Regions from separate parts of the Pan troglodytes genome. Here region 1 is linked to region 2. A link is a contact called in public Hi-C data. All regions are on one chromosome and are shown on one strand. Each heading gives the region's core, a stretch centred on a gene start, on an enhancer-like site or on the middle of the called end of the contact. The rest is flanking DNA. Distances are from core to core; before and after follow the strand shown. Region 1 holds the start of KIRREL2 (kirre like nephrin family adhesion molecule 2). Region 2 holds the start of LOC134809103 (inactive serine/threonine-protein kinase TEX14-like).

Region 1 (6,238 bases), core at 65-2,564, 63 kb after region 2:
CCACACCCGGCTAATTTTTGTATTTTTAGTGAAAACAGGGTTTCACCATGTTGACCTAGCTGATCTTGAACTCCTGACCTCAGGTGATCCTCCCACCTCAGCCTCCCAAAGTGCTGGGATTACAGGCATGAGCCACCACCTCTGTTCCCCATGAAGAAGCTTTGAGAGTCAGGATGAAGAATTGGGTCCCAGATGTTCATACCTAGCCCAAGCTTCATGCTTGCATCCCTGGGGTCTGGGGTTCCCATGGGGACAATTAGGGGTCAAGGTTGGGGGGTTGTTTCAGTTTCCACACCTGGCTGTGGCCTCCACAGTGAAGAGTTTCTGCTGGGAGCCCTCGTTCACGTTTGCAGAGATGTCGGATATTGTCTGTCCACCTTGAGGCAACAAGAGGGCTAGAGGGGTTCCAGGCTCCCCGCAAGACAGATTCTGGGGAGCATGGCCTGGAAGTCCTCAGGGTGGGTGCGATGCCCCCTCCCTCCTCGTTCTAGAGGAAAAGGGCCTGGGGCAGAGCTGCATCCCCTCCCGACTTTCTGGACTGCGTGAATGCCGCAGTCTTCAGTGCTGGGTCCTGGGCCTCCCCGCTCTTCTCAACTCCTTGCTGGGTTGTACCATGCACCCCATCCCTCAGCTTCTCATGTCTGCACCAGCGCTACTGCCCATATTTCTATCTGGGCCTCAGCCTTGTGCTGGTTGCTGCCCTCCTCGATGTGCCCTCGCATCCACTGGGTCCCACACTGGCCTCAGCATCTCCCCACACCTTCTCCTGGGTCCCCATCCCAGGGATGACATCTTTTCTGGGGCCCTTAGAAGGGTACTGGTCAGGAACACACACCCTTCCCACTCCAGAGGCTTCATGCTGCCCCCTGCCACCCAGTTCACCCACACTCACTCAGGAGAATGGTGATGTCAGGTGCTGGCTTCGCGTCCCCAGACACACAGCTGACCACGTACTCCTGCCCAGCTACCCAGGTGACCATGGTGCCTGCCTCTGGGGTCAGCAGGAGCAGCTTGGGAGGAACTGGTGAGAGAAGGGTCTGGGGTAAGCTTCCAGCACTGAGAAGGACTTGAAGATTGGAGTTCGGTACCCAGGGTCTGGGAGAGGAGAGGCTGGGGGCTTGGACTTCTGGGTCGTGGGGTAGGGGAGGGCTTGAAGCCCAGACTCATGGGTCCTGGGGGTCTCTCACCCATACCCAGGATGGAGAGGATCACTCTGGGAGACACAAGCTCGGGCCCCGTCTCAGAGCGGCCGACCTGGCACTCATACTCCGCGTCATCGCTGAGGTCACAGGCCTCGATGTGCAGGTGGAATTCACCTGCAGGGGGAGCCGGAGGTCAGGGCCGCAGCTTCCGCTGGTGGCTGAGGGTCTCAGGCTCTGATCCCTTACCTCTAGCAGGGTCCCCTTCCAGGCGGTACCTCGGGAAGCCTGGGATCCTGGGGTCGGGGCCCAGGAGCAGCCCATCTTTGGCCCATTGCACCGCACTGCCAGGGGTGCTGACCCCACAACGCAGCTCCACTGAGGCCCCCTCCACCACCGTCAGGTTTTCGGGCAGGGCCCAGAAGCCCCGGGGAACGGAGGCAGGAATCGCCAACTGTGCCAGGCCTGGGGACACAGCGGGGTGCGAGGAAAGGGCAGAGGGTTTGTCTAGGGAAGGTAAGTGGGAAATGGGGGCCACTTGGCGCTGGGTACAAGGCTGGGATCCCACTCACCTTCAGTCAGCAGCCCCAGGAGCAGGAGAGAAGCCCTGAGCGTCGTCCCCAGGGCCATCACAGGTCCCCCTACTGTGACCCCCACAGCGCCCGCTGCCAGCCACCTGCGTCTGTCTGGCTTTCTCTGGGTCCCTCTCTCTGTGTCTCTGCCACCTGCTTTTCTTTTTTATCTCTCTTTCCGTTACTCTCCTCCCTTTCTCGTTTTCCTCTTCCCCTCTTCCCTGTGAGTGTCTCTCTATCTCTGTCTTGCTCTCAGTCTCAATCTCTGAGTCTCTTTCTCTGTCTCTTTAAAAAAACTTTTTTTCTTTTTTCTTTTTTTTTTTAGAGACAGGGTCTCACTATGTTGGCCAGGTTGATCTCAGACTCTTTCCCTCAAGCCAACCTCCCACCTTGGCCTCCCCAAGTGTTGGGATTACAGGCGTGAGCCACTGCGCCCAGTCTCTTTATCTTTCCATCTTTCTCTCCTTGTCTAAGCCGTTCTCTCTCCTTTTGTCTCTGTCTCTTCCTCTCTCTCTGTCTCTCTGTCTCTCTCTCTCTCTCTCTCAATCTCTATCTTCTCTCCTGCCACCCCTCACTCCTGCTCCTTGTCTCACTACTCGCAGCCTTTCAAGAAGGACCTGCAGCCCAGAGTCCAGCAGGCCAGGAGCCTAGGAGAGCAATGAGGCTGATGCAGGCACTGGCAGAGTCAGCCCTGCTCTCTGACCCAGCTTGAGCTCATTCTCACAGTGCAACCTCCCCCAGGTACCTTCCAGAGCCCCCAGCTCTGGCCTCTGCCCAGCAGGCTCCTCCCAGCTGGCCCAGCTGGAGCATAAAATCCCCTGTCAGCACATGCCAGGCGCGTTCCTCGGTGCCTCCCCAGCCTCCGTGACCCCAGGGCCTGGCTTAGGCTGGGAAGATGGGAGAAGTCAGATCAAGGTGGTCTCCCAGCTCAGCAGGGGAGCAGCCAGCTGGGCCCCCAGCTCTTCCTTGCCCTGATACATGACCTTGGCAAGTCCCTTTCTTTCTTTCTTTTTTTTTCTTGAGATAGTCTTGCTCTGTTGCTCAGGCTGGAGTGCAGTGGCATCTCGGCTCACTGCAACTTCCACCTCCCATGGCTTGAACCTCCCAGGTTCAAGTAATTCTCCTACCTCTGTCTCCCAAGTAGCTGGTACTACAGGTATATAGCACCATGCCTGGCTAATTTTTGTATTTTTACTAGAGACGGGGTTTCATCATGTTGGCCAGGCTGGTCTCAAACTCCTGACCTCAGGTGATCCATCTGCCTCAGCCTCCCAAAATGCTGGGATTACAGACATGAGCCAGCGCACCTGGCCTCCCTTCCTTTTTTGAGTAGACATCAGTGCCTAAATGATGTCAGGGATCTCTGCTGGGGAGGATGCAAGAGTGAGTGAGTGTGACAGGCTGGGAGAGTGTGGGAGAGAGGGAAGATATCCATGTGTGTACGTGGGTGTGAGAGTGGGGAAGGTTAGAGTGAACTGTGATCTGTAATAAGCATGTGGAGAGCGTGTGTGTGACAGTGTCTTACGTGGGAGTGCACAGGGTGTGGGCGGGAGTAAAAGGCAGAGTCCAATTCCACCGGCCCCCAGTGTGGGTGCAGTGTGAGCCCAAAGTGGGCGCCCTTTGGCAAGGACTGCATGAGCTTTCTTCTCCCTCTTTTTCTTGCCCTCTCCCCATCTCTTCTTTCCTTCTCCATGTCTCTCTCTCTCCCTCCCTCTATCTATCTTGATTTATCTTTCTTTCTTTTGAGATGGAATCTTGCTCTGTTGCCCAGGCTGGAGGGCAGTGGCATGATCTTGGTTCATTGCAGCCTCAACTTCCTGGGCTCAAGTGATCCTCCTGCCTCAGCCTCCTGAATAGCTGGGACTACAGGTGCACACCACCACTCCAGCTAATTTTTAAAAATTTGTTTGTAGAGACAGGGTCTTTCTCTATTGCCCAGGCTGGAGTGCAGTGGTGTGATCATGGCTCATTGAAGCCTCAAACCTCCTAGGCTCAAGTGTTCTTTCTGCCTCAGCCTCCTGAGTAGCTGGGACTACAGGCCCGCATCACCACTCTGGCTATTTTTTTTTTTTTGAGAGGGAGTCTTGCTCTGTCACCCAGGCTGGAGTGCAATGGTGCGATCTTGGCTCACTGTAACCTCCGCCTCCCAGGTCCAAGCGATTCTCCTGCCTCAGCCTCCTGAGTAGCTGGGAATACAGGCATTGACCGCCACACCCAGCTAATTTTTGTATTTTCAGTAGAGACGGGGTTTCGCCATGTTGGCCAGGCAGGGCTCGAACTCCTGACCTCAGGTAACCCACCTGCCTTGGCCCCCCAAAGTGCTGGGATTACAGGTGGGAGCCGCTGCACCCGGCCACTTGGCTAATTTTTTTAAAATGTTTTTGCAGAGACATTTATAAATGTTTAGAGAGAGTCTTGCTATATTGCCCAGGCTTGTCTGGAACTCCTGGGCTCAAGCAATCCTCCCATCTCGGCCTCCCAAAGTACTAGGATTACAGGCATGAGCCACCGCACCTGACCCTTGATTTATCTTTCTTTTTTTTCTTTTTTCTTTTTTTTTCTTTTTTTGAGATGGAGTTTCACTCTTGTTGCCCAGACTGGAGTGTAATAGTGTGATCTCGGCTCACTGCAACCTCTGCCTCCCGGGTTCAGGCGATTCTCCTGCCTCAGCCTCCCTAGTAGCTGGGATTACAGGCATGCGCCACCACGCCTGGCTAATTTTTTGTATTTTTAGTAAAGACGGGGTTTCTCCATGTTGATCAGGCTGGTCTCGAACTCCTGACCTCAGGTGATCCGCCCGACTCGGCCTCCCAAAGTGCTGGGATTGCAGGCGTGAGTCATTGTGCCCAGCCGATTTATCTTTCTATCTTTCTCCATCTGTTTGAGACTCTCTCGCTCTCTATATTAAGTTGTTAAATCTCAGTCAATCTTTATTTCACTGTGTCTCTCCATCTCTACATGTCTCTGTTATTCTGTTTCTCTGTCTCTGTTCTCACCTCTGTCGCTCCCCTCACCCCACAGTCTGTCTCACACACACCAGGAGCTCCATAAATATTTGTTCTCAGCCACACTCTGACCACGCCTCTTTCTCTTATGTGTCTCTCCATCTCCGAGTGGCTCTGCTCATCACATCCATGGATTTTATAACCATATGCTGGTGGGCCTGCCCTCCCCGCGTGCACATACACTTGCCTGGGATAAGCTTCTTCTGCCTGCTTATCTCCTGCGGGAATTGGAAATGCTAGTTTTCTCCCCACCTCCCCAAGACCCCCGCCAATCTCGTTCCCAGGAACAAGATGAGGCATCTGGCCTCAGCCCCCAGCTTCATCCTCGATGCTGGCCTTCCCTCTTCCCTCACATGCTTGACTCCTTGCCCTCCTCCCACCTCCCCTCTCCCAACTGCTCTCTACACCCCCTGGGAAATGGGCTGGATGCCGAGCTGGGGGAGTGGCTCTGTCCTGGGGGCCCTCGCCAGATGGTGTCCCTAGGGGCCAGAGCGTGGAGCTGTCCCTTGCTGGGGCCTTTAATTAGCACAAACCTTCCACCCTCCACCTTGGCTGTTTTCCTTCTCTGCATGCTCCTGGGACCTTGGGCTCTCCATCTTTCCATGTCCGTAGCCCCAGAGAGCCAGGAAGGGGAAGCGGCGTCAAGTGCCTGGAAAAACAGCCCCATGACTTGAGTTCCTCCCTAAGACTCAGGAGTTCCAGCCCCATGTCCATCCTATTTCAAAATCCAGGCACTAGATAAGCCACATAGAAGCCAGGAGTGTAGGCCCCCAGATCCCTCCCCTCTCAGACCCTGGGGTCTCAGTCCCTTCTCTCCAAGGACTCCGGAATTTGGGCCTCTGATCCTCCTGGCCACACTACCCACCCCCGCACCTCCCCATACACACACACACACACACACACACACACACACACATACACACAGGACTTAGGACAGATGTTCACCGTCTGATTTCCAAATCCTCCTGGGCCTGTGTGGGGGTGGGGAGAGATTGGCAGATAAATCCACCGACTCTTAAGACTTAAGACCAGATATTCTGACCCCTGTCGCCCTCTTCCAAGTGCACCATGCTGCAGGCAGGAGACCTAGGAGTTGAGTCTCCAGCCTCTCAAGGAACCGGGAGATCAGGCCATCAGCGTCTCAGCTAGCAAAGGCCTGAACCACCAGTCCCTTATAACCCTGTAAGTCCAACCCCCACTCCCAACCCCACTCCCCCATTTAGGGACACGGAGTCTGAGCCTAAGAACAGTGGAGAATCTGAATGTGGACCCTCCAGTTCTTACAGGTCCAGGAATGTCAGATCAGGGTCCCAGCCCCCCAGCCCTCCTTCAGGCTGCTCGGGGTCCCTCCCACCTGCTCGGCCAGCTGCGCAGCGTGGGAACGCCCCAGCTGGGCTGCATGGAGCCGTCAGGACAAGCTGCGCGGTTCCCAGCCTCCCTGCCTGCCCCGGCCCGGCACCGCCGCCTCCCAGCCGTCGCCGGGCAACCAGGCCGAGGGGCCCGGCCGGCCGAGTGGGAAGAG
Region 2 (5,648 bases), core at 2,866-5,365:
CCCAGGTTTCTAACTTTGTAACTTGCTTCTGATGTGGGTCCCTAACCTATAATCTCAGCTTCCCTACCCTGGACTGAAGGGTCTGCCCATCCCCCCACCACCCTCCATCCTGGGGGCCCTCGCACAAATCTGGGGTGGGAGGGGCTAGGCTGACCCCATCCTCCTCTCCCTCCAGGAGCCCCCAGCATGTCCTGACCTGTGCACGGGGATGGGGGGACAACTCCTACCCTTCTTTCCCCACATGCCCCACTAAACCATCTGACAACATTAATGAATAAAATGGTGAAAATGTGGCTGCTGAAGTCGTTCTGGGGCCAAACTCAGTGAGTGAAGACAGACAGAGGGGGCACTTTATCATTCTATTTCCTTTTGGGGAGGCACCAAGGCAGGAGTTACTCCTGGGAGCCTCTGAGAGGTGGTATCTGCAGAGAGGGAACCATGGGCACCCTGGGAGTCTAGGTCAGGAGCGGGGCTCAGGCTGGGCTTTTCTCCAAGCTGACATCCTTTTTGTAGCTCTGCTATGATCTCCTCCAGCAGGTCCATCCTGGGGAGCAGTGAGGCACAGGTAGACCTAGGGTTACCTCAGGGATAAAGACCTAGGATTACCTGGGGTCCTCCCATCCAAGGCCTCGGGTCTCACTTCTGCAGGCTGGAGAAGAGACCTCCTCTAGTGAGCTCAGTACCGGGTGCCTGCAGGAGAGAAGGCTGGAGCTGCCACCTGGTAGCCATGGCGCTCCAGCGGGCCTGGGAGGGCAGATGGGGCACAGGCTGAGCTCGGGGTCCTCTGCTTAGCCTGCCCTCGTGGCCTTCCCTGCCAGCAGCCTCCCAGTGTGTGGAAAGCCTCCCTGTGGGTCAGCAGACTGGGGATGGGCTCACAGGGCTGGGGCTTCAGCAGAATAACCCTGTGTGTGCGCTGCAGCAGCCCCTGCAGGGCTGGAATCTTGGCTGAGAGCTTCCTCAAACTGTTCCGCAGAGCTCTGGGTCCCCAGCAGGGAGGCTGAGTCCTAGAGGCTGGAGTTGGAGTGCAGGGAAGGGCCCTGGGGGAAGCAGGGTTGGTTAAGGGTCATAGGTGAGTGAGGGGACAGTTGGGCGACCCTAAAGTTCCCTGGTCAAAGGAGAGGCAGCCAGGGAACTTGGGGTTGGTGACTCCTGGAGGGCGGGCGGAGGGGGTCACAGGTTAGCAGTGGGACAGTTGTGCAGGGCTCTGGGGGTATCTGTACTGTTGAGCTGGGCTCCAGGCAGCAGTGCAGGCTGACCCTGGCTGTGGGGCTGTGGCCAGACCCAGGGCTGCTGCCTAGAGTCAAGCTGCTGCCCAAGCTCCAGGCTGCACCCCTTGGGATCCTGCTGTGGTCTCTGACCTCAGGAGTCTCAGGCCTGCAGAGAAGGATGGCAGAGAGCTGGCATGGGTTGCCCAGGTGTCCCACAGCTCCCTTGGTCCCCCACAGCCCCGTCCTGGCTCCTACCTGGCATGGGATGGGGCCTGGGGACATCACAGGGGCCACAGGCCTGGGTGTGGTCTTGGCTCTGTGAGCCACTTGATGTACAGTTTCTCTGTGGGGACAGACCAGTTGGTCAGCACCTGCCAGCATCCCCTCCTTGCCCTCTAACTTGGTGGGGAACCCTGGGGTGCAGGGGATAGCGTGGTCCACTCCATTGGGGAGCTCACCTCAGGAGCCACGTCCTGTGGACTGGAGGCGGGGTGTGGGGACACAGGCTTGCCTGGGGTCCCATGGCCACCACCCACCCCCTGCTGACCTGCCCTGTACCTGGGCCGTGGCCTCCCGCAGTAGGTATCGGGTACTCTGCAGGCTGCCCCAGCGGTCAGCCGGTGCTAGGCCTAGCCCAGCTCGAATCAGGGCCTGGTAGGGTGCTGGCACCCGGGGCTCCAGGGCCGGACTCTCCCCTGCCTCCAGCTTGGCCTTCACCTCAGGTCCCCCTCTCCCAGCCCAGGGCAGCTCTCCTGCCAGGAAGCACAGTTAGGGACCCAAGCGGGAGGGTGCCTTCATGGGGTGGGGCGCAGCCACTCACTCACCAGTGAAGACCTCCTGGGTCAGGATGCAGAAGCTGTAGAGGTCTGAGGTGGTGGTGGGCATGTCACCGCAGATCAGCTGAAGTGGCAGCCATGGGTATAGTTCAGGGGGCGGGGGAAGCCCTGGGCCTGGGCCTCCCCAGGGGTAGCCCTTCTGCTGCCTGTGGAGCCCAAGGGGCCTGGTGAGCCGACGGCTGCTGGACAGGGACCTGCACCCGCCACCAGACAGGAAAACTGAGACCCCAGGTCACACAGCCCAGCAGTGGTAGGGCCAGCACCTAGCTCCTATGCCACTCACAGTGCCCCTCTCCACCCCCACCTCCTCCCTGGGGTCTACAAGACACCATTGCCCATGGCCACGGAGGCTGGAGAACAGGGAGGAGGGGAGCGTGCAGGCCCGAGTCAAGGGGCAGCAGGCAGGGCAGGCACTCACCTGGGCCGCAGCCAGCACTGGCGTAGGAGGCGCCTGTGCTCCAGGTGGCCCACTTTAGCCAGGCCTGGCTGCACCAGCTACACAGTGTGAGAGCTGAAGCCACTGTGAGCTCGCCAGTGGGCCTGCAGGAACAGCAGGGCCTTTAGCACCTGCTGCAGCAGGGGGCCGGGCGGCAGGCCCAGCACAGTCCCGGGTGCCTCCTCACTTGGTCTCGGTGGGTGCAGCACCCCCTGCAGGGAGCCCAGCCACACAGGCTCAAAGAGAAGGCACAGCCCCGACAGATCTGCAGAGGGACTCAGTGCCATCAGCAGCAACAGGCCAGGGTGGTGCAGCGTGCTGGGCAGGAGGACAGCAGGCCACTCACGAGCAGGCCCCAGCCACACAGGGTGGGAGATGCTCCTGGGCCCAGACTGCCCACCACGTGCCAGGGCAGGCAATCTGCACCTGCCATCAGACAGAGGAAAGACTGATCCCAGGTCACGCAGCCCAGCAGTGGGAGGGCCAGCACCCACCGCCTACCTCATCCTGGTGCCCTCCCCACCCCCACCTCCTCTCAGGCCTACAGGGCATTGCACACACAACTGGTACCCACCCACTTTCCAGTGGGGGGATCGCCCCAGCAGGAGGGCTCCATGCCGGGTGCTGGCCCAGAAGTGAAGATTCTGGCCATGACTACGGCCACACACCCTTGTCTTCCGTGGGAGGGCCAACAGGAGGCCGGGCTGGGGGCTGGCACAGGTACCTGCAGTGCTGAAGGTCAGCCAGTAGCACATCTGTCTGGGTTCCAGGGGCCTTCGGCTGCTGCACAGTCATTTTGTGACCCATCCACAGGAGGCTGGAGAATAGGGGCGGGGCAGTACAGGCCTGAGACGAGGGGGCTTTCCCTGGGAGGGGAGCAGGAGAGCTGGCAAGGGCACAGCGGGGCTCTCCCTTGGCCATGAGGGTGGGGAGCTGCTCTCATAGGTGCAGTCAGGCTCTCCCTGGGCTGCCAGTAGCTCCTTGGGGTCCACAAGGGGGATGCCCGTTACCAGCCCCGGTGGCCACAGGCTACTCAGCTAGGGACAGGCAGGATCATGAGGCACGAAGAAGACAGGGGTGGTTCCCACTCCTACAGCCACTCCTGCTTACCTGACCAAACCCCAAGGCCGGGACTTGGGAGGCTCTCCTGATCTGTGCTAGCCTCAGCGTCCTGGGGTGGGGGCAGGCCGAGGGTAAGTCTGGGGTGGCTGGGAATGGTTGGGCGGGTGGGCTTCAGAATGTGGACGGTTACCTGTCTGCCTGCATCAGCCTCAGGGAGGACAGGGAGCCAGGCGGGCTGTTCCCAAATCTGGCCTGCAACCGGTCCAGAGATGCCATGGGTGGCAACTCACCGTCATGCACGAACGCTGATATGTGGGCCCGGCAGAGCTGCAACAACTCCAGCAACTGGAGGAGGGCACGTAGGGTGAGGCCTGATGGGTGCCGGCCCTGATGCCTCACTCCCACCAGGGCTACTGCTCACCTCCCAGTTCTGCTTGGCCCCACCCTGCTCAGCCCAGTCTTGTGGTGTGCGACCCCGCTGGTCATGCAGTTGCAAGTCACCCCCTGCCTGCAGCAGGGGCACCATCACTAGAGAAGGCGCCTGCAGGCACGGGGGTGCTGCTATCCAGGCAGCGGCTAGAGCAGAACAACGCGGTGGGAGTCGATTAGGGAAGGGACTGAACAGGGACAAAAAGGGGCAGGATGGGGGCCCTGGGGGATGGGAGGAGTCACCATGTCATGGGAGGTGAATATGAGGATGGGAGGGGTCACATGAGGGCAGGATGGGGTCTTTAGGGAATGAGGATCACTACGAGCATGGAGGCACTGGGAGAATGGGAACAGTCACTGGGGAATGAGAAGGGGTTAATTGAGAGAATAAGGAGGGTTACTGGGAGGACAGGATGGTCACCAGGGAATGGAAGAGGCATCGTGAGGGAGAGATGCCTCAGGGGAAGAGAGCCCTAGCTCTCAGGCTTTCTGGGGCTCAAACTTGGGCCCCTGGGGATGGGGGGCATCACTGGCTGGCCAGCCACTGGTTGGGCTTGGCACCAAAGGCCAGCAGGAGCTGCATGGCAGAGCCGTGGCCCAGCAGCGCCGAGAGGAAGAGCGCTGTCTGCCCCTCAGGGTTCTCCCCGTCCACCTGGACACCTAAGGGGCGGGCAGGCTTAGGACGCCCCAGGCCCATACTCCTGGGTTGGAGGCCTGAGGGCCGCTAGGCAAACACCCTTGCCAATTCCCATCCTCCACAGCCCCTCCATGACTGGATGACTATGGACCCCAGGTTCCATCTCTGTGTCCTGGAACCCCTGCCCTCCAGCTGCTGAGGACCATGCCTCGCAATCCACCTCAACACAGTGCTCCCCAAATCATTAAGTCCACAGAGTTGAAACAAGGGGTGACATCTGCCTGCCGTGCAAACATCTATCCCCCAACCCAGGAGGATCAAAATCACACAAAGGTCCCCATGGGCCAGGAGGAAGTGGACTTCAGGGGACTTTGACTTCCAGGAGCCTTGCGCACTGGCCGGGACAGGCGGACTCCACCCAGCTGTGACTCAGTGTGGTACACACAGGTCCCATGAGGCCAGCACTCAGCTCTTCAAGTAAAGCAAACTCTGGATTTTATCAGATCTCTCAAATTTTATTTATTTTAATTTTTAATTTTTTGTAGAGATGGGGTCTCATTATATTGCCCAGGCTGGTCTTGGACTCCTGGGCTCAAGCAGTTCTCCTGCCTTGGTTTCCCAAAGTACTGAGATTACAGGCATGAGCCACCATGCATGGTCTCAATTTTATTTTTGAAGCCTGCATCTAAGGGCTCAATCCAGTTGGCAGCCCCCTCCATGTCCTTACCTCCAGGCCTCCGCCAATCCCCTCCCCAACCAGCTTCCTGCTCAGCTCCCCCTCCCAACCACTCACTCCTGCCCCAAGCCCTGGGTCTCCAAACCCGTCATTCCCCAGTTCCTCTTCCTCCAGCCCCTACCCCAGGTAGAGCAAATGCATGGTATCCTTGTCCTTGCACTCCTGTGTCCTTGGCAGACACGGCTAATTATTCATGCACTGGGCCCAACCCAGCGTGGTCTCTGCCACAAAACCCCTCCAAATGTGGACCTTCAGGAATCTCTGAATACCAGATTTGCGGCATTGCATTTGACTCATTAGCTCA

What was found. A called contact is a pair of places that touch in the nucleus more often than the background predicts.
Region 1: a Hi-C map of induced pluripotent stem cells shows a contact between it and region 2, with 2.4 times the contacts expected there. The contact joins the promoter of KIRREL2 here to the promoter of LOC134809103 in region 2. A contact is called at or near these places in 3 of 7 Hi-C or Micro-C datasets (induced pluripotent stem cells and stem cell-derived neural progenitor cells).

The regions. Positions count from the first base shown.
Region 1 is chr20:38,980,935-38,987,172 of NHGRI_mPanTro3-v2.0_pri, forward strand. It overlaps KIRREL2 (kirre like nephrin family adhesion molecule 2), which reads left to right and starts at 1,315. Exons shown (of 16, transcript XM_063800727.1): 1 at 1,315-1,655. NPHS1 (NPHS1 adhesion molecule, nephrin) reads right to left here and starts at 2,433. Exons shown (of 29, transcript XM_016935727.4): 1 at 1,712-2,433; 2 at 1,389-1,604; 3 at 1,194-1,316; 4 at 893-1,021; 5 at 296-377. The coding sequence starts at 1,769.
Region 2 is chr20:38,915,066-38,920,713 of NHGRI_mPanTro3-v2.0_pri, forward strand. It overlaps LOC134809103 (inactive serine/threonine-protein kinase TEX14-like), which reads right to left and starts at 4,116. Exons shown (of 4, transcript XM_063801507.1): 1 at 3,964-4,116; 2 at 3,733-3,887; 3 at 3,591-3,651; 4 at 3,125-3,297. The coding sequence starts at 4,068. The coding sequence ends at 3,220. It overlaps ARHGAP33 (Rho GTPase activating protein 33), which reads left to right. Exons shown (of 22, transcript XM_063801501.1): 22 at 176-293. The coding sequence ends at 253. LOC104003359 (a long non-coding RNA gene) reads right to left here and starts at 2,263. Exons shown (of 5, transcript XR_008540995.2): 1 at 2,033-2,263; 2 at 1,464-1,551; 3 at 877-1,374; 4 at 641-690; 5 at 347-544.